Regions from separate parts of the Mus musculus genome. Here all the other regions are linked to region 1. A link is a contact called in public HiChIP or PLAC-seq and promoter capture Hi-C data. All regions are on one chromosome and are shown on one strand. Each heading gives the region's core, a stretch centred on a gene start, on an enhancer-like site or on the middle of the called end of the contact. The rest is flanking DNA. Distances are from core to core; before and after follow the strand shown. Region 1 holds the start of Eif4ebp1 (eukaryotic translation initiation factor 4E binding protein 1). Region 2 holds the start of Tacc1 (transforming, acidic coiled-coil containing protein 1). Region 3 holds the start of Adam9 (a disintegrin and metallopeptidase domain 9 (meltrin gamma)). Region 4 holds the start of Plekha2 (pleckstrin homology domain-containing, family A (phosphoinositide binding specific) member 2). Region 5 holds the start of Htra4 (HtrA serine peptidase 4).

Evidence for each region. Promoter capture Hi-C pulls out the DNA fragments that hold promoters and counts their contacts. HiChIP or PLAC-seq counts read pairs in DNA pulled down with a chosen protein or histone mark.
Region 2: a promoter capture Hi-C map of neutrophils shows a contact between it and region 1, with 3 times the contacts expected there. The contact joins the promoter of Tacc1 here to the promoter of Eif4ebp1 in region 1.
Region 3: a contact with region 1 is called in an H3K27ac HiChIP or PLAC-seq map of embryonic stem cells, with 5 read pairs. The contact joins the promoter of Adam9 here to the promoter of Eif4ebp1 in region 1. A contact is called at or near these places in 2 of 39 promoter capture datasets (liver and pre-B cells) and 1 of 115 datasets of contacts at active chromatin or transcription factors (embryonic stem cells).
Region 4: a contact with region 1 is called in a promoter capture Hi-C map of pre-B cells, with 2.5 times the contacts expected there. The contact joins the promoter of Plekha2 here to the promoter of Eif4ebp1 in region 1.
Region 5: an H3K27ac HiChIP or PLAC-seq map of bone marrow-derived dendritic cells shows a contact between it and region 1, with 15 times the contacts expected there. The contact joins the promoter of Htra4 here to the promoter of Eif4ebp1 in region 1. A contact is called at or near these places in 1 of 39 promoter capture datasets (neutrophils) and 1 of 115 datasets of contacts at active chromatin or transcription factors (bone marrow-derived dendritic cells).

The regions. Positions count from the first base shown.
Region 1 is chr8:27,256,112-27,262,077 of GRCm38.p6, reverse strand. It overlaps Eif4ebp1 (eukaryotic translation initiation factor 4E binding protein 1), which reads right to left and starts at 1,751. Exons shown (of 3, transcript NM_007918.3): 1 at 1,528-1,751. The coding sequence starts at 1,669.
Region 2 is chr8:25,199,157-25,205,024 of GRCm38.p6, reverse strand. It overlaps Tacc1 (transforming, acidic coiled-coil containing protein 1), which reads left to right and starts at 3,483. Exons shown (of 13, transcript NM_177089.5): 1 at 3,483-3,903; 2 at 4,819-4,934. The coding sequence starts at 3,740.
Region 3 is chr8:25,015,329-25,021,078 of GRCm38.p6, reverse strand. It overlaps Adam9 (a disintegrin and metallopeptidase domain 9 (meltrin gamma)), which reads left to right and starts at 4,157. Exons shown (of 22, transcript NM_001270996.1): 1 at 4,157-4,394. The coding sequence starts at 4,298. It overlaps Tm2d2 (TM2 domain containing 2), which reads right to left and starts at 3,868. Exons shown (of 4, transcript NM_027194.3): 1 at 3,487-3,868; 2 at 2,926-3,013; 3 at 525-640. The coding sequence starts at 3,710.
Region 4 is chr8:25,098,763-25,104,534 of GRCm38.p6, reverse strand. Plekha2 (pleckstrin homology domain-containing, family A (phosphoinositide binding specific) member 2) reads left to right here and starts at 2,724. Exons shown (of 12, transcript NM_031257.3): 1 at 2,724-2,875. It overlaps 5830408C22Rik (RIKEN cDNA 5830408C22 gene), which reads right to left and starts at 2,356. Exons shown (of 2, transcript NR_155282.1): 1 at 2,324-2,356.
Region 5 is chr8:25,035,093-25,041,288 of GRCm38.p6, reverse strand. It overlaps Htra4 (HtrA serine peptidase 4), which reads left to right and starts at 2,327. Exons shown (of 9, transcript NM_001081187.3): 1 at 2,327-2,898; 2 at 3,251-3,350; 3 at 4,096-4,300. The coding sequence starts at 2,415. It overlaps Plekha2 (pleckstrin homology domain-containing, family A (phosphoinositide binding specific) member 2), which reads left to right. Exons shown (of 12, transcript NM_031257.3): 12 at 1-2,145.

The DNA of each region.
Region 1 (5,966 bases), core at 502-3,001:
ACTACCTGGTCTGCCAACGGACACTTCGCAGACCACAGTGAGAAGTGGATCAGAGTGCATTACAAACAGTACTGGCTATTGCTACCCAGCTAACCTGTTCATCCAGAAAGGGACGGGCAAGAGAGAAAATAAACGTTTCCCAGAGCCTTTAGGTCTGTATCGGTGCCTATAAAAAATAAAAATAAAAAATACACCCTGATTCACACCTCGCCTAAAAGGACTCAACTCTCTGTGAAACTTTGTGCTCAACACAAAGTTCTGCGAAAAGACAAAGGGGCAACAGCGTGAACTAAAAAGTGGCCAGCGGGGTTGAAGAACTCCAGTAACGGGAGGCCAGAAGCCTGCAGAAAACTTTTCCTTTGGGCCGTTTCTAATAAGAGGGAGCCGGCTTTCTCCCCCTGCCCTGCTTGCTACTTCTTGCTGAGTGTAGGAACTCAGCATGACGATGCACAACAGACACGTGCTCAAGCAGCGAGGCCTTGGTGCTGTGTCCTGAAGATCACAGAACCCAGTGGACACTGACTGAGCTCCAAGATCCCTTCATCGGTGCCTTGGTTCTGGGATCTGGCTGTGCTCCCTGGTGCAGGGACAGCTGCCCGAGAAAATAGGCATGTGGCCCGGCTGCGCCAGCAGTAGCCCAAGGTTCATCACCGCGCCAGGATTCCTCTTGTTTTTGAGTTGTAAGAGGAGTAGTTGGGGGAGGAGACCGGGGAGGGGAGAAGCGCAAAAGTGGGTGGGAGCGGCGCGAGGATTGGGAGGGAAGTAGTGAGCCACGAGGATTTCATCATGCAAACAGGCGGGTAGGTTTCATCAGCGTCTATACTGGGGCTCCAGGGCAAGCTGGGAATGCCTGGTTCCCGGAGGCCGGCCCCCACCCGCGCCAACTCAGCTTCCTCTTCCTCATCCTCCGCCACTTGGGCCAGTTCAACGCTGTGCCCTGCCCCCCAGGCCCGAGGAACGTGTTGTTCTGCACTACACCAGACGCCGCCCCTGCAGGAATCTCTCTCTTAACACAAGCCACAGGTGGCAGAGAAGCACCCTCAGCGTCCAGCCTCCATTAATGAGCGAGTGTCCAAAGCAAAGAGGGCTGCCTCCGGAAAGGTTAAAAAAAAAAAAAGTGTGCAGGCGTCACTTATTCCAAGGGAGATCAACTAAACTTAATCTCCAGGCCAGCCTCTTTCCCTGATCTTGTCCCACCCCAAACTGCCCTGACACCCACAGAGGTCGCCCTTAAGCACATGGTGGTCCTGGCAGAGTGCCTATCTGTATGCTCAGGGCACTCTGCCGTATCTCCCAGGAAAAGGCTAATAATGCAGGCAGTTTGCAGCCGGGTTCCAGACCACGCTCCACCACACCCAGAAGGCGAGCAACCGAGACGGTGACCCTTCTGCTTTCCCGACGCCCCTCGTCCGTTCTGGCCAGCTACCGAACCCCTCGAATGCCGCCCTCCCCGTCGCACGTGAGACTCCGGATCCCGACGTATCCTCCAGCCCCCCGAGGTCGCCCGTGACCCCGGCCAGCGCCTACCTCCCGGGGTGGTGCTGAAGAGCGTGCCGCCCGGAGTGGTGCTGTAGTCCCCGGGCGGGAGCTGCACGCCATCGCCGAGGGCTACGCGGCGAGTGGGGATGGCCCGGCTGGGAGTCTGGCTGCAGCTGCTGCCCGCCGACATGTCTCCTGCACGCCGCCCACGACCCTCCAGCAACCCCGCGGCACCTCGGCCCAGCCCTTCTCGTGCCCGGCCCGCCCCTTCCGCCTGGGCTCCACGCCCCCTGAGACTTGCGGTCCGCCCGGCCCCACCCAGCCCCAGCCCGCTGCCTGCAAGTGGTTCCCCAGCTGCTGACCTAGGCAGCTTCTGTCCTCTCCAGTGCAGGAACCCCAGTGTGGGCCCCTTGGGTTCCCTGGTTCCTCCCCGAGACTCTGGGAAGATCTAGGTAGGGATGACGGTGGCAGAACTCTCCGATTTGGTGGCAGCGTCTCAGCGCACCAGACCGCCTGCTTTCTATATTAGGATGTGACCTCTCGATCCCAGGCCGATCCTCAGAGAAGAAAGGGTGGGCTGATCCTTCGCCATTCTTAACGTTTCTACAGCTTTTACAGTTTTACAGTTTTTAGGAGTCAGAGCAGCGGCTGCACAGCGCACATTCCTGGACTTGGAAGGAGTAGTGGAAGAGTAAGAGGGACCTAGCCAGCCAGCTAGGAACCGAATATAAATCTGATGAGGAATGGGCAGGATCGAAGCTCTGCGTACTGTGGGCTGGGAGGATTAGAGTTAACCGGTCAAAGATCCGCATAGTACTTGGACTGGGTTCCACTCCAGCACTTTGTCTGGTAGTCACTAGGGAGGGAAGGGAAAATGCATGTCCAATCGGTTACAGTGTCTGTGTCAATCAATCTCCATATGGTAGGAAATGCCTATAATCCCGACCGTGAGGAGGCTGAAGCCCTAGGAGGATCCCAAGTTGACAGCCGAGGGAGGGCCAGAACCCTGTTCTCACTGTTGTCCGGGCTGGCCTGAGAGAACACACTGGGCCACCTTCCTCCCTTTGGGAGAAGCATGTTGAAAGGGGTTTTGCTTTTTGCCTTGTTTGGTTGTTCTAGAGGCCCCAGATTTCCTGGAACTACGATTTCAGGGAAGGGCCTGTTTATAAAGTCCAACATCCAAGTTCAGCATTCAAGTGGTCCACACTTGTCCCAGCAATGAGGAGACTGAAGCAGGAGGATTCTAGCCTGTGCTACCCAGCAAAACCCTGTCTCAGACACAGAAAGAAGAGAGAGAGACTTAAGCTGGGCATGCTAGCTCAGAGAAACTGAGACAGGAGCATTACAGAAAAGCTGAGGGCAGACATGGTTGTGGCGAGTTTGATGCACAGCCTGGGCCAGACATGTTAAGACGCTGTCTTAAACCGTGAAAGAGAGAGAGAAAAAAAAACACGGGGAAGGGGAAGCTTGGAACACAGCTCACTTGGTAGACAGTTTACCACGTATACACTAAGTCCACGGTTAAATCCGAAGCATCAACATAAAAACTGAACGTGGTGGCACTTTGTAAGCTTATAATCCTAGAACTCGGGAAGGGAAGGTTGGGGGATCAGCACTCGGGAGGCAGAGGCAGGCAGATTTCTGAGTTCGAGGCCAGCCTGGTCTACAAAGTGAGTTCCAGGACTGCCAGAGCTACACAGAGAAACCCTGTCTCAAAAAAACAAAAACAAAAAAACAAAAACAAAAACAAAAAAAAAACAAAAAAAAATTGGCCAAGCCAAGCCCAGTGGCTCTCTCTTACAGCTGCCTACAGACCCAAATAAGAAACTCTCATCTACATCTCCAGCACCATGTCTGCCTGTGTGCCACCATGCTCCCTGCCATGATGACAATGGACTAAACCTCTGAAACAGCAAGAAACCTCAATTGAATGTGCTCTTTTATAAGAGTTGCAGTGGTCATGGTATCTCGTCACAGCAATAGAACACTGACTAAGACAGTGTTCTATTACCCCTAAGGCACTTGGATAAGTTGAGGAGTTAAAGATGATTGCCCACAAGCCTACAGCCACAGCTAGGAGGGACCTGAGCCTGAGGGTAAGCACCGTTTCCCTGCCTTGGTAGCTCCATTGAGTAGCTTTCCAGGGAAGATAAGCTTCCCTCCTGGGCTTTGCGAACCACATGGCCCTGAGAATGATCGTTTTAGAGTTTTCTTACAAATTCCCTGCTCAATTCTTTCTCTTGCAGACCCATTTTGCCTATGGTGATTTCTGCCTCTCTCAGAGCAGGCACTCATTCATATCAAGTCTTCTAATGGAATATAAAAGGATATGGGGGATTGAGATGACCAAGCAGATAAAGGTACTTATTGCCAAATCTAACCTGAGTTTCATCCCTATGAGAGCTCGGGAACAGATTCCCATAAAATTACCTCTTCCCTCTACATGAGCTCCATAACATGTTTTTACATGCACCGTATGTACACACACAAAATAAAGGAGTGTAAAATATTTAATGGATGTAAGAAGCTAGGTACGGTGGCCAATACTGGTTCTCCCTGTACTTGGGAGATATAAGCAGGAAGATCAGAAGTTTAAGGTCATCCTGCGCTATAAAACACAATTTAAGTGCAGCCTGGAACATATGACCCTGTCTGAAAGAGGAGGGGGTGGGGGGAGACCCCCCTCACAGACAAGGTCGCACATACTTCTCATGTCAGATGTGGAAGAGGAGATTTCTCACAAGAGCAAAGTTATCCTACTGCAAGGGCTCTACCAGACCAGGTCTGACACTGCCTGTCTGGAGCCAGTGTTCTCAGAAGACTTCAGATTCCAATTCCCAGTGGAGACTGTGTCCTGTGTGTTTTGAAGTGCCGGCTGTCAGTTGACTGCCCACAACACTGCTTCTCTGGCCTGAAGAATATGCCATAGCAGTTCCTCGAACTCAGGGAAGATAATTACGTTCCCCACTTTATTATAAAGAATGTTACAAAGTCTGCAGTGATCCGCCAGACTGGAAGACTCACAGGGCCAAGTCTGAGAGGAATCTTCCTACCTTTCTGGTGTTGTGTAACACTCTACCCCTAATTAAAACATTCCCTGCCTGAGGGAGAAGGGAGACAGGAAAAACTCAGAAAATAAACTTACCTGACTCCGGACGTTCAGGGAAGATTCTTTTCTCTCTTCCTTTCTCTCTCTCTCTCTTCCTTCCTTCCTTCCTTCCTTCCTTCCTTCCTTCCTTCCTTCCTTCCTTCCTTCCTTTCTTTCTTCTCTCTCTCTCTCTCTCTCTCTCCCCTTCTTTCTTTCTCTCTCTCTCTCTTTCTTTCTTTCTTTCTTTCTTTCCTTCTTCCTTTTTTATTTGTTTTATGTACGTAAGTACACTGTCACTGTCTTCAGACGCACCAGAAGAGGTCATCAGATCCCATTACAGATGGTTGTGAGCCACCATGTGGTTGCTGGGAATTGAACTCAGGACCTCTGGAAGGGGGCAGCCAGTGCTTTTAACTGCTGAGTCATCTCTCCAACCCTCAGGGAAGTTTCAAAACACTAAGAAGAAAGTTACAAGTCAAGGGTGGCCACTCCCCTCCAAGTCCTCCCATGTCCCCTCTACCACCTTCCCTCTGAAGTTTCTGTATTCTGGGGTTTGTTTGTTTGTTTTTTTTTTTTTTGGTTGTTTTGTTTTGTTTTAAAGATTTATTTATTTATTATATGTAAGTACACTGTAGCTGTCCTCAGAGACTCCAGAAGAGGGCATCAGATTTCGTTACGGATGTTTGTGAGCCACCATGTGGTTGCTGGGATTTGAACTCGGGACCTTCAGAAAAGCAGTCAGTGCTCTTAACCACTGAGCCATCTCACCAGCCCCCTGTATTCTGTTGTAAACCCAGAGAGTACTGTCAGAATGTGCCTAGCAATAGGTTACCCACTGGAGCATGTGCAACCCATACCTGAGCACATCCCTGAAGGACATTGGCGCACTCCCGCCCCTGAATCCATCAATTCCTGGTAGCTCCGCAGCTAGGGGTAGATTTTCTAACCCCTTCATCCATGCTGGGACTTTGGCTGACTTGATCTTGTGCACATGATGTGATTGCAGACAGAGGTGTTGTGTGTGCACTCCTGTGAGCTCTGGGCCTCCCATGCCCAGAAAATACTATTCCATAGTAGTTGTTCCCTACCTCTGGCTCTTTTGGTCTTTCTGCTCTCTCCAAGATGGATCCCAAGCCTGGGGTAAACAGAGCTAATACAAACCCCCATTTAGTGCTGAGCACTCTATAATCTCTGAGATCCATCTATCTAATCTGTTGTGTTGTTGTTGTTGTTGTTGTTGTTGTTGTTGTTGTTGTTGTTGAAATGATTCTCCCCAGGTAGCCTTGTCTGGCTTGGAACTCACCGTGTAGACCAAGTTGGCCTTGAACTCATGGAGTTCTGCTTGCCTCTGCTCCCAGAATACAGAGAATAAAAGCATGTGCCACCACACCTGGACCAC
Region 2 (5,868 bases), core at 2,234-4,733, 2.1 Mb after region 1:
TGTGTGTGTGTGTGTGTGTGTGTGTGTGTGTGAGAGAGAGAGAGAGAGAGAGAGAGAGAGAGAGAGAGAGAGAGAGAGATTGTGCTTGTGGACGAATGAAAAATTGCTAAAAGGAAGTTCTGGGGGCACAGGACAATTCCGGCTAAACCTACTGGACAAGATTCTTGCTGAAGGCAGGCCAGTGCGAGAGAATGAGGGTGGAGATTCTATCTAAACTGAACCTGCAGGATTCCCCCTAAGTCTAGATTGCAGAACAAAGATTCAAGCTCCAGGTTGAGGCATGCTGAGGCTTAGTGGAGCCTAAAAGCATTAGGACCAGCAGAGTCTCAGGCAGTCAGCATTTATTTGCTCAGTTTATTCTTATTTATTTATTTCAGTGTATGTCTGCTTTGCCTGCCCATATGTATGTATGTATACCCGAGAGCAGATGCTTGGTGCCCTTGTAGGCCAGTAGAAGCTCAAAGCTAGAGTTGAGAAGGGTTGTAAGTCGCCTTATAGGTGGCCGGAACTCAAACTGGGTCCCATGCAACATCAGTTAGTGCTTTCAACTGCTGAGCCATCTCTCTCCAACCCTTACTCGATTTTATTTAACCTTTATCAAAGAGACCCATTTTACAGACACTTCTGTAGCTTTGATTCACTGCAAAATACACATCTGACCTGGCCACCATTTGTGGAAATGCTTCAGTAAGAGATTTTTAGTTATGTTAGTGGGAATTGAACGAAGAGCCCCACTCATGTTTGAGTACCTGTTATACACACAGGGCTACATCTACAGGGAGTTATATTTTAGATTTTCATGTTATATTAATCTGTAACCTCTGGGAAGGGCAACAAGCAGTGGAAAAGAAAAAAAGGCTGGTTTCTCAGCTTAAGATCATTTCCAAAACAACTAGGATTCGGTTGACTACTTAGCTAGGTATATGCATTCTGTTCAGGGAAGCCAAGGATAGCAGCAATGTCATGGTCTGCCGTCTCTAGAATCAAAGGGAAATGGACTCATGAGACTTACTGGACTCCTGTAACACACACAGAAGGCCTTGGAATGAGATACTTTGTTGCTGTTTACTCTAAGCCCAGACTTGTACAAGATAGGTGGTTTAGACACTTGGGCATCTGTTTCTCTTGTCTCAAGCTGTTGCTGCCGGGAGTCAGGCTTTATCACTCAGGCCATCCCTGGAGCTGGTTCTGCCTTTTGCTCCTTCAAGACAGGGCTGCCTCAGAAGCTTAGCCAAACTTGGAAAGACAAATGGAGACTGGTATGTTCATTTTTATAATTTACTGAATGTCTATTGAGTGTGTTCTCTTGTCCCAGGTCTCTGCAGAAGCAAATATATATATATATATATAAACGTGACATGGTCTCTGGCCTTTGGAATTTTATGGTCCAAAAGTAGACATGTTGCCCATGTTCTGCTAAGTGTAGGGTGACCTTGTATCAGGAGACAGTCTTGGCTTATGTCTGTTGTTCTGGTGTCATTACTAACAATGCACCTTTTCACTTAGTTTTAGAACTAAGTGAGACAGAATGGTCTGTATGAATATTCATGTATAAAGGGGGTAGAAAGTGTAGATAGACCAGTTGGTTTCCCCGCAGTAGTCACTGAGTTGAGTGACGAGAGAAGTTTGACCAGCCAAGGCCAGAGGTCTTTCGGGGAAACTTGGAGTTCAGATGGGAGAAGAGGTGTATTTCAGGAACGCAGAAAACCCTGCAGGCAAAGAGAGAGTGAGTTCTGGAATTAAGAGCCATGGTCGACTTACGTTAAGTATTGTTTGCCAAGTCTGCCCTTTGACAATGCCCCGAGGCTGTCATTAGACTGTCTAGACACCCCTGTCCCTTTTCTCCTCTTCCTCTTGCTTCGGGGCTAGGAATGGAGTTCAGGGCCGGGAGCCCTGCTGGAGATGCTGCCCCTTCTGGGGTACATCCCCAGTGTGGACTTGTGTTTGTACCATCTCTTAGGTGTTCTTGGGCATATCAAGGTTATATCTGGGTCTCTGCTGCTGATGGTTTGGGAAGCAGGATTAACCAGGCAGAGAAAGCCCTGAGGGACAAACTGTAATTCCGAGAAGTTCTGGAGTGCAGGAGCTATGCAAGGCACACGAGGATCGGGAGGAGGGAAAAAGAGGGTAGCAGTCTCGAGGAGGAGGAATGATCAAGCCCAGGTAAGGACTTACATGGGTACTATTTTCAAGCTACAGGGGTTTCTAATCTGAAGATTTGCTTGATCATAAACCCAAGACAACGACAGTTGGATAGTCTTGGCATAGTTCTTGTAGACCTAAAACAAAATGACTTCCGCTCACATTTTTAAAAAAAAAGTCTTTCAACACTTTTGACAGTCGTGTTTATCTCAGGCAAGAAGCAGTAATGGGCTCTAAAGTATACTCCTGCCTTTTTTTTTTTTTTATTATGGTAGGATACCTGCCAAGCCTTATCTTACATGTTTGCTTGTCTTTGTTATGAAGTGTATAAGACATTTGTGATTCATCTGCAGTACACGACGTGGTGCCAGCTTCTTTCAGGGTAAGCTCATGAGCATCCTGAAAATCTTCGCCTGACTTTGTTCTGAATTTTGGAGGCACACTCTCTGTGGGAATTGTAGCCACCTCACAGATTCTCTGAGACTGAGAAATGTCAGTATTATGGAAAACACACTGATGAGCTAATGGTCTCAAACTTGGCTTTGGAGGAAATGAATTCACTGGGAGAGAGGACCTGGGGCAGTCTCTTAGTGGAATCCTTCAAAGATAAAGGGGGGAAAATTCTTCTCTTCACCTTCAGAGGTAAAAGCCTTATTCTGAAGACTGTCACCAGATCTTGATGGCTCTGTACTGAAGAAGCAAAGGACATCAGAAACCAAGGACCCAGGAATTATCTGAAAAAAGCCTAAAGTTATGAAAAGAAAGAACAACAGGAAACGGCTCAGGCCGTCTTATCAGGGGGCAATTTTGCATCTATCCCAGGTCAGGGCACTCCGGAGCCCTCATGAGTGTGGCTTGGTGAGGGCAAGACAACTTCAATTCTTCTGTAACCTGGGAGCCTTCCAAATCCTGGGCGTAACAAGGATGGCGCTGACCAGTGTCAAGGATCGGGTACAACACTCTACAGAGGTTCTGAGTTGTTTTGTTTTTAAATAAGGGGCTTAACTTCTGTACAGCGCAGCTTCAGCCACGCCATTAAGTCCTAGCGGCAGGAAACACAGATAAAAGGGGAAGAGGAACAGCGCCGCGGCGCGCACACGCTCGGAAATGGACGGCGGCGGCGCGCGGCGCGCGGCAGGCGCGGATCCCGCGGGGAGGGCGAGCGCGGTCGAGCAGCCCCTGCCCAAGGCCGGGCGCGACCAGCGCGGCGGGGGGAGCGCGCTTCCAAGCGGCCGCCCCCGCGCGCCGCGCCAGTAGTTCGGTCCGAGGGGGCGGCTCCAGGGGCGCGGCTCCGCGGCGGCCGAGGCTGCTCCAGGCGGGAGCGGACCCCAGAGCCCAGCGACGCGGAGCAGGGCTGGCGGGGGAAGAAGCGGGCGGGCGAGCGGGCACGCGCGGGGGCGAGCTTCGGCGCGGCGGCCCGGAGGAGCGGGGGCGAGCGGCGCTGCGGGGCCGTGGGAGGAAGCGCTGCGCCCGGCCCGACGGCGCTCGTTGAGCCACATCCGCGGGTCGCCGGCGACGTTGCCGGCGCCTGTCAAGGCCCCTCCATTTTGAAGGAAGAGGCCGCCGTTCCCCCACCGCAGGGGCGGCAGCCGCGCTCATGGCGTTCAGTCCCTGGCAGATCCTGTCGCCCGTGCAGTGGGCCAAGTGGACGTGGTCCGCGGTGCGCGGTTCGGGCGCCGGAGAGGACGAAGCCGGAGGTCCCGAGGGCGACCCCGAGGAGGAAGAGGACTCGCAAGCCGAGACCAAATCCCTGAGTTTCAGGCAAGTACACCGCATCCCAGCCGAGATGCAGGCGGGCGCCATCCTCCCACCGCGGTCAATGCTGTGTGCGCGCAACCGTGTTCCCGGCTCTGCTGCCCGCAGCCGGGTCCCCGCTGTGTACCCGAAAGTTCGGGATGTTCTGTCTGCCCGTGTGCTTTTCGTCCTCTGTCTTCGCTGTAAGCTTTCTGAACCCAGCCCCGAATCCGCAGTCTGCGCATCCCGGTTTGCCTGGGTCGCTTTCTCGAAGCGTCGACACCCCGGCTCCGACGCAGCGGCACCGGGTAGTGGCAGTTGATAAGGCCAGGTGCGATTTGTAGCGTTTTCCCCTTGTGGGCAAGAAGTCGCTCCACCGCCCTTCTTGGCCCCGCAGTGTCCTAAAATGCAGCCTTGGTAAAAGAGGATCGCGTGATGACAGGTCCCTGGCAGCTGGTGAGAAATGGTGGTCTCTGCTGAGCTGTCACACGTGTGATTGTGGAAGGCAGGTGACGGCATTTTCAGCTTCCAGTGACTTCCAGACAGGTAGAGGCCTACGGAGAAGAACAGTATAGCTAGAATTGGCTTAGTTTGGGGGGTGGGGCGATATTAATTTTTACGCCCCTGGAAAGGGTTGATTGGGAAGTCTTTTTGTGTGTGTGTCTGTGCGTGTGAAAGGCAGCGATGACAAAAAAAAAAAAAAAAAAAAAAAAAAAAAAAAAAAAAAGGTCCTGGTGAGAAGCTTCAGAGGACGAAAGAGATTTCGGGGAGCTAGGATGCTGGGCATCGCTGAAAATGCTGCAGCCGTTCTCAGGCTGGGTTGAGGATTGGTTGGTTGTAAAGTTAGAGGCGCTGTACTTGCACTTTGGTGGCTGAGTACGTTTTAAAGGCAGTTGGAAATACCGTTGACTGTGGTAATGCCTCGTTTTTCCCCCTCGGCAGCTCGGATTCTGAAGGTAATTTTGAGACTCCTGAAGCTGAAACTCCAATCAGATCGCCTCTCAAGGAGTCTTGTGATTCATCACCGGGATTGGCAGAACCCGAGGCCAAACCCCAAGGTAACAAAACTTGAGTTTTCTACCTTTTTGGTTTTAACTTAAAAAAGAAAAAGAAAAAGAAAAATTTAAAAAGGATGTGTGCGTGCCCTGAGGACCACTTCAGACAGGATGAACTGGCTCCTTGCTGATTTGGATTTGTTTTTGTAACATAAACGTTTTGATCATCTGATGATCCAAAGCTTGCTTTATTCTCTGACTAGAGACTGTATGAGGTCATTTTTTTTCCCCCAGCCACTCCTGTTAGACTTCCTTCTAAACCCCGAATAAGTAAAAAAACGTAGCAATGGCTGGTCTGGTTATGTTTTAGATTTGGCCTCAAAGATTTCAGAGACTAGTTGTTTTCTACAAGGGTGTGGCTAGACACCAAATTATAGGTAAGAGTTGATTTTTGAGTTAGCAGTGTTAGGCAGTTTCAAAATTGCTTGCTTTTCTCTCCCACAATGGACCAGCGGGGAACCCTTCAGTCTAACCAAGAAAATCCGGTTCACATACTGTCCTTTCTACCCCCACCCCACCCCCATCCGAACCTAGTACCCGCCCTTTAATTCTCAATGCCTCTGGCCCACTAAATTAATGGAAATCTTTTTTTGTCACACTTAAAAAAAAAAAAAAAAAAAAAAAAAAAAAGACAGGCTCTCAGATAGCCCAGGCTGGCCTTGAACTGATCCTGCCTCCTCAAAGAATAACAGGCCTGAACCACCATGCTCAGTTTATTGTCACCTAGCTTTGAATAACATTTCACTTGTCCTGGTAGGAAGGAATTTGTTCCTTTGGTAAATGAATAGAGGCAGTGAAGCTCCTTTCTCACCGGGAACATTTTGGAGGGAAGTTGTCTTAGTCAGGGTTTCCCCTTGCTGGGAAGAGACACCATGACCAAGGCAACTCTTATTTCTTTTTTTTCTTTAAAGATTTATTTATTATAATATCTAAGTAC
Region 3 (5,750 bases), core at 2,908-5,407, 2.2 Mb after region 1:
CAGGTGACTCCCAACTACCTGGACAGAGGTTATACAGACCCTAAGAGAACACAAATGCCAGCCCAGGCTACTATACCCAGCTCAATTACCATAGATGGAGAAACCAAAGTATTCCATGACAAAACCAAATTCACACAATATCTTTCCACGAATCCAGCCCTTCAAAGGATAATAAAGGGAAAACTCCAACACAAGGAGGGTTTTGAAGCTACATCATTTGGCCCAGTGCCTGCAAGCTGAGAATGAGGGACAGACCGAAAGACTCTGAACCCACAACTTTTCCTCCTGGTTGTTGCAATCACAGTGCCTCAGTCTGTGGGCTGCACGTAGGAGGAAGCATATGCAGTCTTCAATACGTCAAATAAAAAGTCATACCACCAACTGGTACCTCTAGCCAAGCGCCCCTTTCAAAGTAACCCTTAGTTTGAGTGTAGTTCATTATCAGAACCTTTGCTTACTATGTGGATTGGGTTTAAATCCCAGCATACACCACACACACAGTTCAAGAACAAAGGAACGCTTACTTTATACAAGGCTTATTTTCTCGTAGGAAGGTCCTGGGGCTGGCACACTCAATTCCCTCCAGGGCTCTGCACTGGACTGCAGTGTGTTGCACATCACTGTACGCCTGACCCCCAAACTGTGGAGAAAGTAACAGAAACATACATTCATGTTCACCAATGGAAGCTGCTTCAGTTCTGTATTAATTCTAGCAAGAGTGGGTAAAGTTGTCAAAAGCATGCAATTCAGAGATGCTTCAAGTGACTTAGTAGTCCATCCTAAGTGAATGTTGCTTTAAGTAAACCTTTCTTTTCGACAGGCTTCTTCAGTATATAGTAAAACAGAAACAAGCTGCAGAGACGTATACAATGGCTTGAGTATCCTGGATTAACAGGCATATAATGTAGCAGTTTTGGAATGGAAATTGACATGTCAGCGAGTATTAGAACCTCTGTTGCATATTTACAGTAAAAGAATAAGATCAGAAAATAATTCAGACTATCATCAGGTTGAGGACTTAAGCCACACATGGTGATAGGTTTGCGTAGTCTACCCCAGTATAAGGTTAGCTCCAGTAAAAATGTTTAGAATCAGAGTTCTACCCTTTACTTAATTCATTTCCAACAGAGAAAGCAGAGCCACTCAGTCTCCCTCGTACCTTATCATTGCTTTCCCACTGTTTCCCTTGTCTCAGCAGCGTGAGACTGGAGAACAGGAGTGTTCATTTCTCACAGCCTCTGAGTGTTACCAGTCCTTGAGGACCCTGGCTGAGGCAGAGTTTGAATCTTGTGTCGATACATTCAGCTTTTAATTAAAATAGTCACAACTAAGTTACCGTTATGGAATGCCAGTCAGACTTTTACCAATTACCTAGAGGGCAAAATTTCAGTGTATTTAAAATATCTCTTTACTTTAAGAGCTGTCCTCTTGGTTGTGGTGTTACAAAGCCTATTCGTTTGTGTCTGAGGTGGCAAAAATGTTTTCTCACAACTCAACCCTGCATTATAATATAGTGTCGAGTCTACAGTGCTAAGGTGGTAACATAAATTCCTTAAGTATGAGCTGGGCCCAGTGATGCAGACCTGTATCTTAGTGCTAGGCACAGTGATGCAGACCTGTATCTTAGTGCTAGGCACAGTGATACAGACCTGTATCTTAGTGCTAGGCACAGTGATGCAGACCTGTATCTTAGTGCTAGGCACAGTGATGCAGACCTGTATCTTAGTGCTAGGCACAGTGATGCAGACCTGTATCTTAGTGCTAGGCACAGTGATGCAGACCTGTATCTTAGTGCTAGGCACAGTGATGCAGACCTGTATCTTAGTGCTAGGCACAGTGATGCAGACCTGTATCTTAGCGCTAGGCACAGTGATGCAGACCTGTATCTTAGCGCTAGGCACAGTGATGCAGACCTGTATCTTAGCGCTAGGCACAGTGATGCAGACCTGTATCTTAGTGCTAGGCACAGTGATGCAGACCTGTATCTTAGTGCTAGGCACAGTGATGCAGACCTGTATCTTAGTGCTAGGCACAGTGATGCAGACCTGTATCTTAGTGCTAGGCCCAGTGATGCAGACCTGTATCTTAGTGCTAGGCACAGTGATGCAGACCTGTATCTTAGTGCTAGGCACAGTGATGCAGACCTGTATCTTAGTGCTAGGCACAGTGATGCAGACCTGTATCTTAGTGCTAGGCACAGTGATGCAGACCTGTATCTTAGCGCTAGAAGGCTCAAGCAAGAGGAACCTGGTTTTAAGGCTAGCTTGGGCTGTAGTGAGACCTTTTCACAGACAGACAGACAAACAACCAACCTACCAGCACAACAAAACTCAAACCAAACCAAACCAAACCAAACCAAACCAAACTTCATTGGGTTTTGAGAGACCAAGTTAGATGCACTCACTTTAAGGCTATACTACTGGCTTCTCTGGAATGTTTTATCCTCAAATAAAATCATAACTGACAGACTCTAGCTACTTCCAACGGATATGGTGCAGGCCGGCTGTCACCTGCATGAGGAACTTGCTCCAAGTGCGTGTGTAACCAAGAAAGGCCAGTTCAGCACCAGCTTTACAAAGTGCATGGCTTTGCTGTTGTTGCTGCTGCTCTGTTAAGAAAAGCCTTGCTTTGAAAGTACAGTCGATGTCTTGGCTTTAATTTGTTAGTTTCAACAGTCAAAGGAAGCAATACAGGTTGGTCTTTGCACTTGGGTGGCTTGGGCACAGGCATGGTTGGTTCCTGAGGAAAGCAAATGTGCTCTTCAGCCGTTAAAACCTTTGTCATGTTTCCAGCGACAGTTATACGGATGAAGTTGTAAAAAAAAAAAAAAAAAATCAAGTCTGTCTGTATGCCCTTCTGTAATTCTTTAACAGCACCCGGCCATGCTTCCCACGAAGGTGCCTGTACAAAGAACAAAATCCTCACCTTGAGACAACCATAACCAAGCTCCTGGGAGGCAGTTGCATTTCCAACGTGATCCACTGGGGCATCACAGTCTACGAACTCGTCGGGTCTGCAAATCAGTAAGATTTTTCATCAGTGCCTTTTGCCGATTGCTTCTGTGTCCGCACGCAATGCTATTTTCGTTCCTCTTTTAATATCTGTTCCTCCTTCTGTACTGGGAACTGGATACGCTAGAGGTGCTATCTACCTTTGAGCTACATTTCCAGCCCTTGAATTTTCTTTCTTTCTTTTTTTTTTAAATTTGAGACAAGTTACCCAGGCTGGCTGGTTGGCCTTGAACTCATCCTGTAACCAAGGCAGCAGAAAGGGTGCAGGAAGTGGAAGGGTTCTGTAGCCTACATTACTCCTTCCCAGTATCTACCACTAACACACAGTTTAATTGCTTTCTGTGGCAGGGCAATTGAGAGGCACCAGTCCCGGAATCACCTCCCCGAGGTGGAAGCAGCCTTCCGCTCCCACAACCAACAGCTATCCCTGGCCCGATCCCCCTCTAGGTCCGCCCGCCACGTCCCGGCAGCTTACAGGTAAGAGCAAAGGATGACTGGCGAGTTGGGGTCGCTGTATTCCCAGCTTGAGGCCGCGGGACCCTCGAGGTGAGCGGCGCCCGAGGGTGTGAGATCCAGTTCGGCCGTAGCATTAAACGAGTGGCTCCGAGAAACACAGTGCAGCAGCAGCAGGTTCCCCAATAGCAGGGCCGCCTGGCCGCACAGCAATAGGTAACTCACAGGGCAGCCGCCCAGCACCATCTTCCCGGGGGCCGGTCCTAGAGACCTGGCCTAAAAACAAAGCCAGGCCGCCACGGCCCACCGGAGCCCGGCGCTGTCAGGCCTCTCTCTACGTCGGGTACGCAACCCTCCGTTCCACAGCCAACCCGTGCGCAGCTCGACGCTCCGCCTGCCACTACGGCCAATCAGAAACGGCCAGGGGAAAGGTGTGGCCTGGCTTCGCTCCGCCCTCCAGTAGACCCTTCACTGCTGCACGGAGCGGAGGGAGGGTGGAGCTTCCCTTAGCCCCGCCCTCCAGCCCCTCCTACCTTCTCTAGTCTCCGCTGAGCGGGCGGAGGGGCGGAACAGCCGGGCGCGAACTGGAGCGGCGGCGGCGGCGGCCGCCGGTGGGTTGGCCAGACTGTATTTTCCCTACGTCAGCCTCTGGCCGCGGGATCGGGAAAGGGGCGGGGTTTTTGGGGGGGGGGGGGTTGCTGCGTCAGTGCCGCGCGCGTGCTCGCCGAGGGCGAGCGCCCCGCCAGCCCGGGGGCCCCCGCGGGGTTGCAAGGATGACCGAAGGGGCGGAGGCGGCGGCCGCGCGTTGAGCGGAACCTGCCGAAGCCCTCGCTATGGGGCCGCGCGCGCTCTCGCCCCTTGCCTCTCTGCGACTAAGGTGGCTGCTGGCGTGTGGCTTGCTGGGCCCAGTCCTCGAGGCCGGGCGACCAGGTGGGTGCCGGACGGGAACCGTGCTGTGGGGAGTGAGTGCTGGGTGGTGAGGGCTGCGAGGCGGACCCTGGGCTCCGGCTCCCCTGTCAGCGCTGACCCGGAGCCCGGTGGCCGGCGGCCGGCTGCACTGTGGCGGTGCGCTCGCTACTCCCGGGCTGCAGCGAGTGCTTTGCGGGTGGAGTGGCTGTCACCAGCTCTGGGCTGGGAGATGGAACTTTTGCTTCAGTCTATCAGGATTTGGGGTTTGACGTTCGCCGTCTTGGACGACTCAGCAGTAGGTCCACAGGGATCCCGATGGAGAAGAGGGCGGGTTTTCCTTGGGCCGTTTTTTTTTTTTTTTTTTTTTTTTTTTTTGTTAGTAAGGATACTTAAAATAATAAAATCAACGAAACGCTACGTTTCTAGAGCCTGTAGTTCAATCTATCTAAATCTGGACAAAGAATCTCTGCTCTGTTTAACCCAGGGGATTATCGGAAAGAATTAAATTACTGTTCGCCAGCACATCTGAATTGTGAAACTTCCCGTAAATATGTAAGATATTTATATTGTGGATGATGAAACTGAATGGGAACACACTAGGTTCTTTTTTTCCTGGAAATAAGTTATTTATTTCATCCTTTGTATTAAATTAGTGTTTGCATGGCTTAGTTATCTCTTTGAGCTCCGGGAACACTATGGACAATAGAAGGCTTTACAAAATTGTTGCCTTCAAAGGTGATGAGTGTAGATTTGAGTTCAGGACCGCTGACCTTCACGAAACTAATTACAGCTTCTTGTCTTTGGCTTTCTCCTTTTTAATTAAGTTAGCGTCCTCCTGGAGTTTATAAATACTGACAAATTTTCAATGGGATGCTTCCAGGACGTGTCTGATGAAACGTGCTGTTCTAGTTAACAATATCGCTATGAAAGGAACTGAAATTTTAATAATCTCTAACTTCTTGTGTTTGCCAGCAAAAACCAGATTATATTTTTAGTACATGTATATGTTTGTTGTTACACATGGGCATAAAAATGAATGGAATATCCTTGTGTTCTTCAGTTGCTGCTGCAATGGGCCAGCTGCTCACATAGGCATGAGTATTCGCTTTGGAAATCTATCCAGCCTTCATCAGGAAGGAAACCCATTCCTGATGCTTTTGGAGGATCTAAAGGGTGACCATGTGGACTAAGATATAGGAGAGATGCTGAAGGGTTTTTTTTTTTTTGTTTGTTTGTTTTTGTTTTTTGTTTTTTGGTGTTGTGTGTGTGTGTGTGTGTGTGTGTGGTTTTTTTTTTTCCTTTTTTGAAAGTGTGATTTTTGAACTGAGCTAAAAGGGTGAGAGAATTTCAACTTAAAAAGAGTGGAGGGATCCATTA
Region 4 (5,772 bases), core at 1,475-3,974, 2.2 Mb after region 1:
TTGGAACTTATGTTGCTCTGATCCGGGGAGGTGCCCGAAACAGTCTTTGGCGTCCTTATCTCTACAGGTGAGACTCATATCGTTGGTTTAGTGCAGTGGGACAAAGCAGATGAATAAAGTCAAGATAAGGAAAATATTTCAAAATGAATTTATCAAGAGATGCTAAAGGCTGGAGAAGCTAGATACAAATGCCGCTGTCCTTTGATTTCCATTGTGTGAAATGTCCCAAATATGTAGACTGGGTGGAGAGCAAATTAGTGATTACTTAAGGCTGAAAGAAAAGAGAGAGGATGGAAATTGTCTGGAACTATACAGTGGCCACAGATGAACAGTACGTTGGATGTTACCACGGGTGCACATTAAATTGGTTAAAATGGTGTCATGTCTGGTATATGTATTTTTTGAGACAGACAGATAGACAGACAAGTTGAGTTGAAGCCCTGCTCTGAGGTGTTTGTTAGAGGACGTGAAGGGGTTATCTGAGAAGCCGGGGAAACCAGGATGCTAGAAGGGGTTTCCGTGCAGAAATTATCGTCTACTCCCGGAGGCAGCAGTAAGGAGGCTCTCGGTGAAGTATGAGCCTTCCTCAGCTCCGGGTCTTGCTCTCCCCCAGGGAGTAAAGCTGACCTCAACTGTGCTGAGGCTCACTCAAAGCTACCAGTCGGTGAGATTCACTACCTGTCACAGAGGCTCTTCTGGCTCTTCAGGATATTGAAGGCGGATTTCTCTGCGGCCCAGAAGGGTACACACAGGTTCCTACCTTGTCTTTGTTGGAAACTGAGGCCTTTGGCTTCTCTGCCTGCCAGGCAGCCAATACAGTAGTGCTCAGAAAATATTTGTGGGTCTGTGACTGGGTGAGTCAGGCAGGCCTCACAGGAGCCGTTTTATGGGTTTTAATAGGAACCATACCGTGAAATCCGAAGCACCACGGCACTGCTGCTTAGCGATCACCCCAGCGGGAGTTTTGGGCAGCACTCATTCAGCAAATTTAACCTGAGCTGATGGTTTAGAGCAGCCTCCATTTTACGGTAAAAATGACCATCTCGTTAAAAAAAAAAAAAAAAAAAAGTACATAGCACCTTTGTGTAGGAAGGAAACCCCGCAAGAATTGACTCGCTTGACCCAGATATAGAAACTGAGGCACTGAGCGGGGTCACGGGTCACCAGCTGCCTAAGGAATGGGAGCCGGTTAGGAGAAATGCTACTTGAAGCCCCAATGCAGGGCAAGGGACCTCCTCAAACGTACAAAATTGACGTTGATGTTTATTTCAAGGGAAATGGCTCCCCTCTCCCCACCTCGTTTTCTTTTCCTTCCTCATTCAGAGCATAATGTTCTAAAGCAAACGTCTTTTTTTCACACCTGAGCGAACTGGGCGGCTCATTTTCGCTTTGGCTATCAAAATAGAAGAGGAAGCGCCTGCGGTTTCATCAGGGGAGCTTTCGGGGCGTGTGCTGCCGGGCGTCCCGCCTTCCTGCCGGCTCACCTGGCTGCAGCCCTCAGCCCCCAGGCTGCCAGGCTGCCTTTGCCTCGCACCGTACTTCCCACCCGCGAAGCCAGGCCTAGTCCTGCAGAGCTTCCGGGGGCGACTTTTTCACTACACACTCCGAGTACCTTGGACCCACACGGCTGACATCAGCATCCTCCTCCCCGCCCCCAGCCCCCAAAGCCGCATCTCTCGGTGCTCGGTCCCTGGGCTGACAATTTTACCGTAAAATTGAGTCCACTTTGTCTGCCTGGCGTTACTTATATTTAAATGTCAATGTCTCCACGAGGGAGGCCTGCGTTAGACCGGACAGACCTGCCCTCTACTGACTGGGGACCCAGAACAAGTTACCTAATGTCTTGGAGTCTCGGTTTCCTCATCGGCCCCAGCACCGGATTGATACCTACGGGTTGCTGTGTGACTGAAGGGCGAGGGCGCTGGAGTTCTGTCTGGTCACCCTAGGCTGAACCTATCGAATCCAGCTTCTCTTTCCCACTTCTCTCCGTGCTCCAAGAAGGGCCAGGCAAGCTGGGTCAGGGCGTTGGCGACCCTCTTAGCTCCGGGGGGTGCACTTTAGACCGCAGGGGGCGATGCGTTCCTCTCTCCACCCCTAAACTCCCAACGCCCCCTCGCCCTCCGGGCAGCCGCGGTTTGGGCCGGCTGCACAGTGCGCAGAAGTAGGCTCGGGACGTGACGGTCGAGCACCCCATCGCGGACACCTGCTGCAGCCGGGTTACATCCCACCAACCTCCTCCCCCCCGCCATCCCCCGCTGCTGTCCCCTCGAGGTCTCCGCACCCCTCTCCTCCCCCCTGGAGGCCCGAGGAGCATTGTACTCACATCCGGGGCTGGGTTTTGCTTTAATGTGAAACGAAATTAACCCGGAAAAAAAGAGTCGAGAGACGGCCTTGGAGGACAGCTGAGGATAAGGGAGAAGTGTGCCGCAGGACAGGCGGGAAGCGAAGCCCCGAGGCGCAGAGCTCTGGGACCCGATGCGACCCTTGCTGCGCAGAGCGCGGTGAGTCGGGCAGAGAGGCGCAAGGGTCCGGGCGCGGAGGGCAGAGAGGGGAGCAGGGCGGCTGGGTTTGCTTGGTGGCGCCAGTCCGGGTGGTGGACGGCGACCGGAGGTGGCCCAATGGGCCACCTCCCCTAGCTCCCAGGAAAGCCCCAAATGCAGCCCCTCCTCCAGTGCACTGGCGCCTCCTGGGTGACCAAGGTCGCCACCGCCAGGGGTCGGGCTGTGGGGTGGGGCGTGTGGGGGCGGTGTCCTGTGGAGCTGCAGATTCTCACGTTTGCAGCGGCGAAACTTCTCCGAGGTTCAAGCACAGGGGTGGTAGCCCCTCAAGGACTGCCCGGGCAGCGGGTAGGGGAGGAGCGCAGAGAACGTCCCAGGCAAGTCCCTCAGGCACGAGTTGGGTGTTGGAGCCTCTTCCTTCTCCTTCTCACTCCTTTTTAACTTGGCGCGGGCCTAGAATGCTACCCTGGGGAGACTCCTCCTTTCGTCTGCTCCCGCCATGGGCTTCTGGGATTCCTGGCAATGGAGGTGACTTGGTGGAAAACGTAGGTCGGTTCCAGGTTAGGTAACCCTTTCGAGGGGAAGCCTCAAAAGGCTGTCCCCTTTAACGTCCGCGCTTCCCTGTTCTGCTCAGCCATGGAGACTTAAAATTTAAAAGGAAAAGAAAAGAAGAAAGGAGAGATGGGGCCAGGTCGTGTGGGAAGGGAAAAAAAGTATCAGGGCATGACCAGGGCACCCTTGTACACCTTCTGCCCTGGGCAGCCCTGCCCCGAGTCTTTCACCTTTAAGGCTTCCTTCCTTCGTGAACATCTTCCGTTTGTACTCCTTCTGTCCCTGATTGGACTCAATTAAGAGTTTTTCAGAGGCGCATAAACACTAGAGGAGGAGCAGGGGAGAACGAACCAGTTGCGGCTCCTGGGAGCATTTTGGTTTGCAGTAGAGGCTGAAGTTCCAAAATTGTGCTAGTGTTCTTAATGTCTTTGATTAGCTGTCCCCCATCCCCCACTCTTTCTTTGTTGCCTCCCACTCCTCCACCCCCCCACCCCCCTCCAGGAGGAGTATAACGCTTCCAGCAACAGCTAAGCAGAAGACACAGGAAGGGTAGAAGTTTTATCTTCAACTTGGTTGCATCTAGTGACTTGTTAATAATAATGATAATAACTTGGTAATAAGAACGTACTGAGTTAGCAGTGGGCCAGCAGCTCACCGGGTCTTTAGGGAGTTGTCAGACTAGTGAAGGACCCTGGCTGTGCAGAGCATCAAACTGGAGTCCCTGGTGTTTGGAGAAGCCAGAGGAGGATTTCTGAAGCATAATCAGTGGCCTTGGCAGAGTTTAGCTTTCCCTGGGTGCTGCCTGAGGCAGGGTTCTAAGAAGAGTAGAGTTTGTTGAGCAAATGAATGAAAGCTATCACTGAGAAGAAACAGAAGAAAGGTGGGGCCTCAGGTTGTGTCAGGCAACGTTTCTCTAGCTATTGTCTTTAGACTGATGAGTCCTTTGGCTGTATCTGCAGATGTCTTTTTACAGATTACTGGTACCCTTAGTGGAGTTTTAGCTGGCTTACATGGGAGTCTTACCTACCTCTTAACTGGCGAATTTCTACCCGGGATCAATTTGGGAACTGCCTGTCCTTTGGTGGAGAGATGGCACACCCTTCTCTTCCCTTACATTAGTGCTTGCTGCTTCTCCCTTGTGTGAAAGGAAGTAGGGCCTGCAACCTCCCTCATGTCATCCCAGTGACGTGAAGAGAGCTCAGATCTCTTGGGATTGGGGTTTTTATTGAGGGACACAATCCATCCTGGACACACACAGGGTTTGGTTGTTGGCTGCTGCTGAAGCAACTCTGCAGATGTGGGAAAGGGACAGCAGAATGTATCTCCAGATAGAGAGCTTGCCTTGCAAAGCCCCCCCTCACCTGACCCCCCCTACCCTCCAGCCCCAGAGGGGGTGAGGGAGGGAGACAAGTGTTAGCTGGCCCACCAAACCCCAGGAGAGCAGCAGTCCTGCACTTGCTCCCAGGTGTGTGCTACAACACTAGACGACCAAGGAGCAGGAACACGGCCATGTGTGCATCCCGCTGATACTTCCTCGAGTCGATACAGGTGCACATCTGGGCGATGTCCCTGTGGCCGGCTAGATGGCTCAGATTGAACTGGATGTAGACTGCTGACGCTTTTTGGGTCTCAGAAAGCAAGGAGGCTTTCTTTATTCTGTCCCCTCCAGGGGGCCTTGGTTGCTAGGAGTTTGGGCTGGGCACAGCGCTCCCCTTGTGAGATCTCTCCTCCATGAACAGTTTGGGCAGTCTTACTTTCACTTTCTTGTCTGTCTTGGTTTAAGCGGGATAGGACTCAGCAATCTAATCTGCTAGGCTTTGGAAAGGAAGGAAGCAGAACAAACATTATTGCAGTGTGACAGGCTGTGGGGAGAGAAAAACCCCTGCCCTGCCCAGCAGAAGCCAGTAACCAAGAGAAAGGATTGGCTAGACTGGGAAGATGGGCACCATCCTTTGGGGGATTGTATCTGGAAGACCTTTGATCCAAATCTTGGCTCCCAGAATCTCAAAACACATGCTTTCCCATCGAACACACAGGTTTAAACAGCCCCTTTGCCTCCCCATTCCTTGGCCCGGGGTTTACTGGTTAGCAGTTAAGAATTTCCAACACATTATTTATTTAAGTCGTCAGAGTGATTGTCTCTGTTGCAAATGAGGAAACAAGTTCAGGAGAGCCCAGCGGTTTGTCCATGTTTGAACCCAGGTTCTCTTCACTCTAAACCCTTTAAAGCTTCCTGTGCTATGGGGATGGGTGATGGAGGTCGGCTGATTCTTTTTTGGTGGTCATGGATCTCTCTCTCTCTCTCTCTCTCTCTCTCTCTCTCTCTCTCTCTCTCTCTCTCTGCAAAAGTTTGAAACTACAAATATTGATCCTTGCCACCTGCTTATCTAAGCCTCGCCACACCCAGCCTTTCTTCCTTCCCTAAATCTAGAGACAGGGTTTGAACAGACAGACACACGTAGGCCATAGTGTACACTTTGCAGGAGGGCAGGCGAGAGAGGGGAAACACGTAACTATGGGTGCCTTCCTTCTCATGTGCAGTCCCGGAGGAAGATCCCCCCAACCCCCCACCTCTACCCCTCCCACCCCCACCCTGCCTGCAGTGAGCCTGTTGCTTAGTGTCTTCTGAGTAGGGGGGCTTTCAGGTTCTGAGCTCTGTGGAGCTCAGCTTCTCCAGGCTATTTATATCCCAGATGTGGCCGCCTGCCTGCCTGCCTGCCTG
Region 5 (6,196 bases), core at 1,078-3,577, 2.2 Mb after region 1:
GGGTCATTTCTATCAGCCTTCAATGAACTGTGCTACCAGAAAATTATGGCCATTTCCTACAGGGAGAGAGGTCATGGCTCATTCCTATCTGTGTAACTTTTATCTGCTAGGTAAATTAACCCTGTTTTTAATTAGAAATTTGTAGCTCTAAGAGACTAGGAGGCATTTTTTATTTAAGCTAGTTAGCACTCTGTGTCCATAGTTAATGCAAAAGCAAAAACAGGCATAAAGCTCTCCGGGTGAGAGGAAGCATGCTCTTTCAAATGTGACTGTGACCCTGAATCTGGTGCCACACTGAAGACTTCTGGGCTCCGTGTGTGGGAGCTGTCCCCCGACTTTGTCTGGCCTTGTGATCCTGATGAAAAGAAAACCAAACAAAAATCAGTGGGCTTCTTTCTCTTTCTGTTCATGATCTTGTGTGTCTCCCATCCCCTAAAAAAAAAAAAAAAAAAAAAACTTTTGTGTGTTTTGGTTTTTCAGGGTTCGGGGATTATTTATTTAGGAGCGAATAAGGTTACAACCTACTTCAAAAGTCAGTGCCCTTTGTCTCTGGTTTCAGCTTAAAATCTTCCCCTAGAAAATTCTTTGGCTGCTCAACAGAATTGCTCAATGTGAAGATGAGGAACGAATGAAAAATAAATCAGGAACTCCTGAAGGGCCTCGAACATGCCCTGGCTCAAGGAAATGAGGTCATCTTTTGGCGTTTAAATTGCAAAATCTGTCTGTCCCTCTCTTAGAAACTGTTGGCTTGGTTATTAGTGCTGCATCAACGGGTCCTTACAGAAAGTTGAGAGGTTTCGGTACACACTCTGAGATCATGTTAAACACAATGCGGTGTATATTATGCAAACAAAGGAAAAGTACAGTTTCAGTGATCCTAACCAGCCCATACATGAGACTTGCAAGTTAGAACATTGTTAATAGCGGTGCCCAGAAAATATAATTATCTTTGTGAAGCCTCAAAACATTTAAAGTCTCAATTCTTGTTTCAGAATTCCCCTTCTGTCTGTATTTACACACATACACACACCCTTTAAATTTGTTTTTTGCTAGAGTCTTGCTACGGAGTCCAGGCTGGCTTTGAACTGATAATCCTCCTGCCTCAGCCTCCTGAGTGCTTGGATTACAAGTCTATGCCACCATATCCAGCCTAGGACAGTATTTTAATGTGAGCCAAAGATGGTGCATAAACCTTTAGTTTTCAAGGTGTGATGGCGTGTGGGTTTGTGGTTAAGCATAGATTGTGGATAAATCCGAAGGGATTTCTGGATTATAAAAGATACTGCATTTCCTGTGTGGAATAAAAGCAGTCTCTGGGGTTGGGTCCTTCTATAAAGCTTCGAAGGTATTGTTCTCTGTAGCTGAAGTATGTCCTATCCATTACTCTTCAATGCTTTGGTGGACTTGCTTACTCGGGTCAGGTGATAATCAGGGGAAAAAAAAAAAAAAGAAGCGTGTGTTTTTCATTCTCCGAACCACACCGAGGATATGGGAGACCGCAAACTAAAGTGGCACCTCTGGTCAAAGTGGCGGAGTGACAGCTCTACTTCCAAGTAGAAGGCTGCCCCTCCGGGAAGATTTAAGGTCCATCGTCCTAGTTTACTGGAAGCAAACTGGTTTGGTTTGGTTTTCCCCTTTCTACACAGGACTTATATGACCCTCTGAGTAAGCAGTGGACTGGTAATTGAGCGGTAGACTTGATACTTGTTTTCAGTGTCAACCAAATAAACAGCTATCTGGTAGCAGACGGCAGTGTTTTTGAAATTAGGCTTCCCATGTCGCCTGTTTAACCTCCTCCCCCACCCCCACCCCCCAAAATCTGTTTTCCTCAGTCCCTCGTTCTCTCTCTGTGTTATTGCCTGCCTGAGTCAATTATAGTCACTTATACCAGGTAGGCGTTGAATCAAGTGAATATTTGGCAAAAACACACAGTGTGACTGCTGGGCCCTCTGTTTATGAAGGTGTGGCATGCCCCGTTTGAGCCAGTGTTTGAGCCGTGAAACACCTCCTGCAAGCACTGAGCTTAGTGCATGGAAACTCCAGCTTCTTACGTTGTGTGAGCTCCTAATTGGTATGTAGCAAAACGTCATTTTCTAAAAACTGGTTGGTTGCTTGTTTTGTAATAAAAACATGTGAAATAGGAAATCTGGTTGTGTGTTTTCCTGGTCAGATCTCGTGGCCGTGGGTGGGTGGTCACGTTTCTCCCTTGCCCCAAGACTGGTTTTTGAGTGGACCCCTCCCTTCATGGCTTTGGGGTGGGTGGCCCTTGTCCTGGGATGGCATGGGTGGTGGGTGATATATGGGTGTGTGTGTGTAGAAGTGAGCCAGACTCTGACCTTTATAAAGTCCGAAGGCTGGCTGAGGCAGCATCCAGGCCAGGAAAAACAGTCGAATCGACGAGGTCAGGGAGCAAGATGAGCTTCCAGCGGTTGTGGGCTGTGCGAACACAGTTTCTCCTGCTGTGGTTGCTGCTACCAGCCGTGCCTGTTCCGTGGGCCGAGGCCAGGAGGTCCAGAGTCTCGCTGCCCTGTCCCGATGCCTGCGATCCCACGCGCTGCCCGACTCTGCCTACCTGCTCGGCCGGCTTGGCGCCGGTTCCCGATCGCTGCGGCTGCTGCCGAGTGTGCGCCGCGGCCGAGGGCCAGGAGTGTGGCGGGGCGCGGGGCCGGCCGTGCGCCCCAAGGCTGCGCTGCGGCGCCCCGTTCTCCCGGGATCCCTCGGGGGGCGCGTGGCTGGGCACCTGCGGCTGCGCGGAGGGTGCTGAGGATGCGGTAGTGTGCGGCAGCGATGGGCGCACCTACCCCAGCCTATGTGCGCTCCGCAAGGAGAACCGAGCCGCTCGCCAGCGGGGCGCGCTCCCGGCTGTGCCAGTGCAGAAGGGTGCCTGCGAGGAAGCAGGTGAGCGGGGCGCGGGCGAATCTCCTGACACTTCTCTTACTTTTCAGAGGGAGATGAAGTGAGTGCTCTAACTTCGCTCGCTCGCGAATTCAGTGGGCCTTCCTTCGCCATCTCTAGGGATTCAACCTGTTGTGGTTGTTCCTGGTGTTCTTGCCTGGTTAATTTTGGTCTCTTTACTGGCTGCCACTGGGCTTCCCTTTCTCCTTTTCTTCCCTCTGGTAGGACAGGGAGGGTCCTTTCATCTCCTGGTCTGGAGAACCTTCAGAGAAAGAGGGACGGGGAGATGCTGGGGAATTTTGAGATGCGACACCTGCATCCAGGGACGCACTCACCGTGGACCGTTTATTCACAGGGACCACAAGAGCAGGGCGGCTCCGGAGAAAGTACAACTTCATCGCCGCAGTGGTGGAGAAGGTGGCGCCGTCTGTGGTCCACTTGCAGCTGTTCCGCAGGTAAAGGTCCCATCTAGGATCAACTACCTCACCTGCTGGTTGCCAGATTTCTGACCATTAAAACCGCTGTGAGGAAACACAGATTCAAAGAGTTGGCTGGGGTGTAGGTGGGCAGTAGAATTCCGCAAAGCCTGCAGGAGACCTGACTTGCTAAGAGTTATTTCGCTAAAGAGCAAAGAGCCAAGCGCAAGGATTCTGGCTTCTAAATTGAAGCTACAGCAGTGCGTATTGGTGACTGGTGTTTCTTTCTCCCCGGTATCCCACAGCAAAACTAAAGGCTGACTGTAGGAGCTAGTAGTGAGCATTTGGTGGGCTTGTTTAGCCTTAGCACTCGCTTGCATGCAAGGAAACCCAAATGGAGAGCAAACTTAGTTTGTTCTGAGTCACAACGCCAGTTGGTAGTGGGAACTAAGAGCTAGATTCTGAGGCTGTGGCAGTAGTGTGAGCACAGGGTTAGCACCAGGTTTGGCCTGTTCGCTGCAGATGACAGACACACAGGTTCCCACACTGATCTAAAGGAGGAGACACCATCCTGGACCCAGATCTCAGTTGTGTTCAGAAAAGATGGCCAGGACGAGCTTCAGGCAGCTCACAAAGCACATGGAAGTGGGTAAGGCAAGAGTAAATGCATGAGAAAACTGGAAACGTAGCTGATAAACGTGAGGCTTCCTGCGACTCACACACAAAGGCTGGATTCCCTGATTTCCCTCCCTTCTGCTCACGCTACTGACTTGTTCCGGAACAGATCACCTCTCACCAACCAGGAAATCCCTTCCTCCAGCGGCTCTGGGTTCATAGTGTCTGAGGATGGGCTCATTGTCACCAATGCCCACGTCCTCACCAACCAGCAGAAGATCCAGGTAGAGCTCCAGAGCGGGGCCCGGTATGAAGCCACCGTCAAAGACATCGACCATAAACTGGACCTTGCACTGATTAAGATCGAGCCAGATGTGAGTACCTGAGAGAGCTGCTGAGTCAGAGCCTTCACATGTGAGGATTTCACAGTTCATGCTGGAATTCTTTTGTAATTCTCACTGTGCCTTTTCTTTGTATGTAGAGTATATGCCCGCACCCTACCCCCAGTATCCCAGCCAGCAGAGGCTACTGCTGCTGCTCCTCCCCCCTCTTCTTTTTCTCTCCCTCTTCCTCCTCTTCTCCTCCCTCTTCCTCTTCTTCCTCTTCTTCTTCTCCTCCTCCTTCCCCTTCCTCTCTTCTTGTCTTCTTCTTGTTCTTCCTCTGTTCTTCTTTCGCCTCTTTTCTTGTTCTTGTTGTTCTTGTTCTCCTTCTCCCCCTCCTCTCGTTGTTGTTGTTGTTGTTCTTCTTCTTCTCCTCCTCCTCCTCCTTCTCCTCCTCCTCATCCTTCTTCTCCTTCTCCTTCTTTTCCTCCTCCCCTCCTTCTCCTTCTTCTTCGAGACCACAGTGATGAGTGATGTGGAAGTTAAAATCTAGAGTATCACTGACCCTCACACCCCCTCTAACACCTCCCTCCGCACTTCTGCCCCTACCTGTTGTGATTCCAAGCTCCCGTCAGTAAATGAAGAACTTAGTTCCCGAAGCTGCGGTGGTACAGACTCCGGGTTCTCTTCCCATAGCTTCTCCCACTTTCCTCTGGCCCCCATCCCTGGCCATGTATAGGAGAGCCCAGAGTGAGGACAGGGATGGAAGGAAAAGCTTATCCTCATGAAAAGAGGTGGCGTACAGCATTGTAAAGTCAGCTCCTCTAGCTTGGGTTACCAACAGGACTCGGTATACAGCAGTGGTTCTCGAACTGTAGGTCACGACCCCTTTTGGCCAAACAAACAACCCCAAAAGGGTTCCATATCGGATATCCTGCATATCAATCAGATATTTACATTATGATTCATAACTAGCAAAATTACAGCTATGAAGTAGTAATGAAAATAACTTTATGGTTGTGGGTCACCACAACGTGAGGAACTCTATTAAGGGGTTGTTGCAGCATTAGGAGGGTTAAGAACCACTAGTTTAGAGGAGAGGACACAGCTCCTCCTAGTCCCCGAGGAAAGAGACCCTACAGCCTTTGGAAACAATGTTTGATTGTTTGCCCTTCTGGCATGGGTTACAGGGTCCGGCTGGACCACATCCTCCTCTGACCACGGCTGCTCTGCAATGGGGCTGACGTGTTGCAGGGTGGGCTTCTTGAACTGCAGGGACAAACTCCCCAGCCTCCCTCTCACTCCGTTCTTGATATTCATGTACTTTCCCTTGTGGGCCTGTACCAGGACAGTGGGGCCACAGCTCACACAACTCTGAGACTGAGTTGCAGAGCTGCCAAGCGACTGAACACTTTTCCAAAGAGAATGCCCAGGCGCCCCTGCCATCAGCCTGGGCGCACCCCAGCCTTATTCTTGCCTGCTTTAGCAGCTTGGCGGGATGTCCCAGGTCTTTCTGCAGGACTTCTATGTCCTGGAACTCTTGGAGGGCTTGGTTTCTACTTCACTTTCTCAACCTTTGAGGCACCTGGGTGGCAGCTAAAGGCTCAGGGGAGATCCTCTCCAAGTTGCTTTCCACTCTGGTTCCTATCTGGCTTCAAGGTCTTGTGGCTTACTCTGCCCAAAAGGCCTACTCTGAACTGAGGTCTACAGTAGCCACCTTGTCACAGAACTCCTGCCCTGGTAGGGATGGGGAGATCTTGTACACGTTGAGAACTTGTGACCCCTAGCTTGATTCCAGGCTCATCCACAGGGCCCTGTAAGTGTAGTCAGGTCCACCCAGCTCGACTCCAGGCTTTTTGACCCATCACTGCCACCAGGCAGCAGGAATGAGAAATCTAAAGCCAAGGTGTTCAACCATGGTGAACAGGAAACTCAAATGGGAGTCTCATG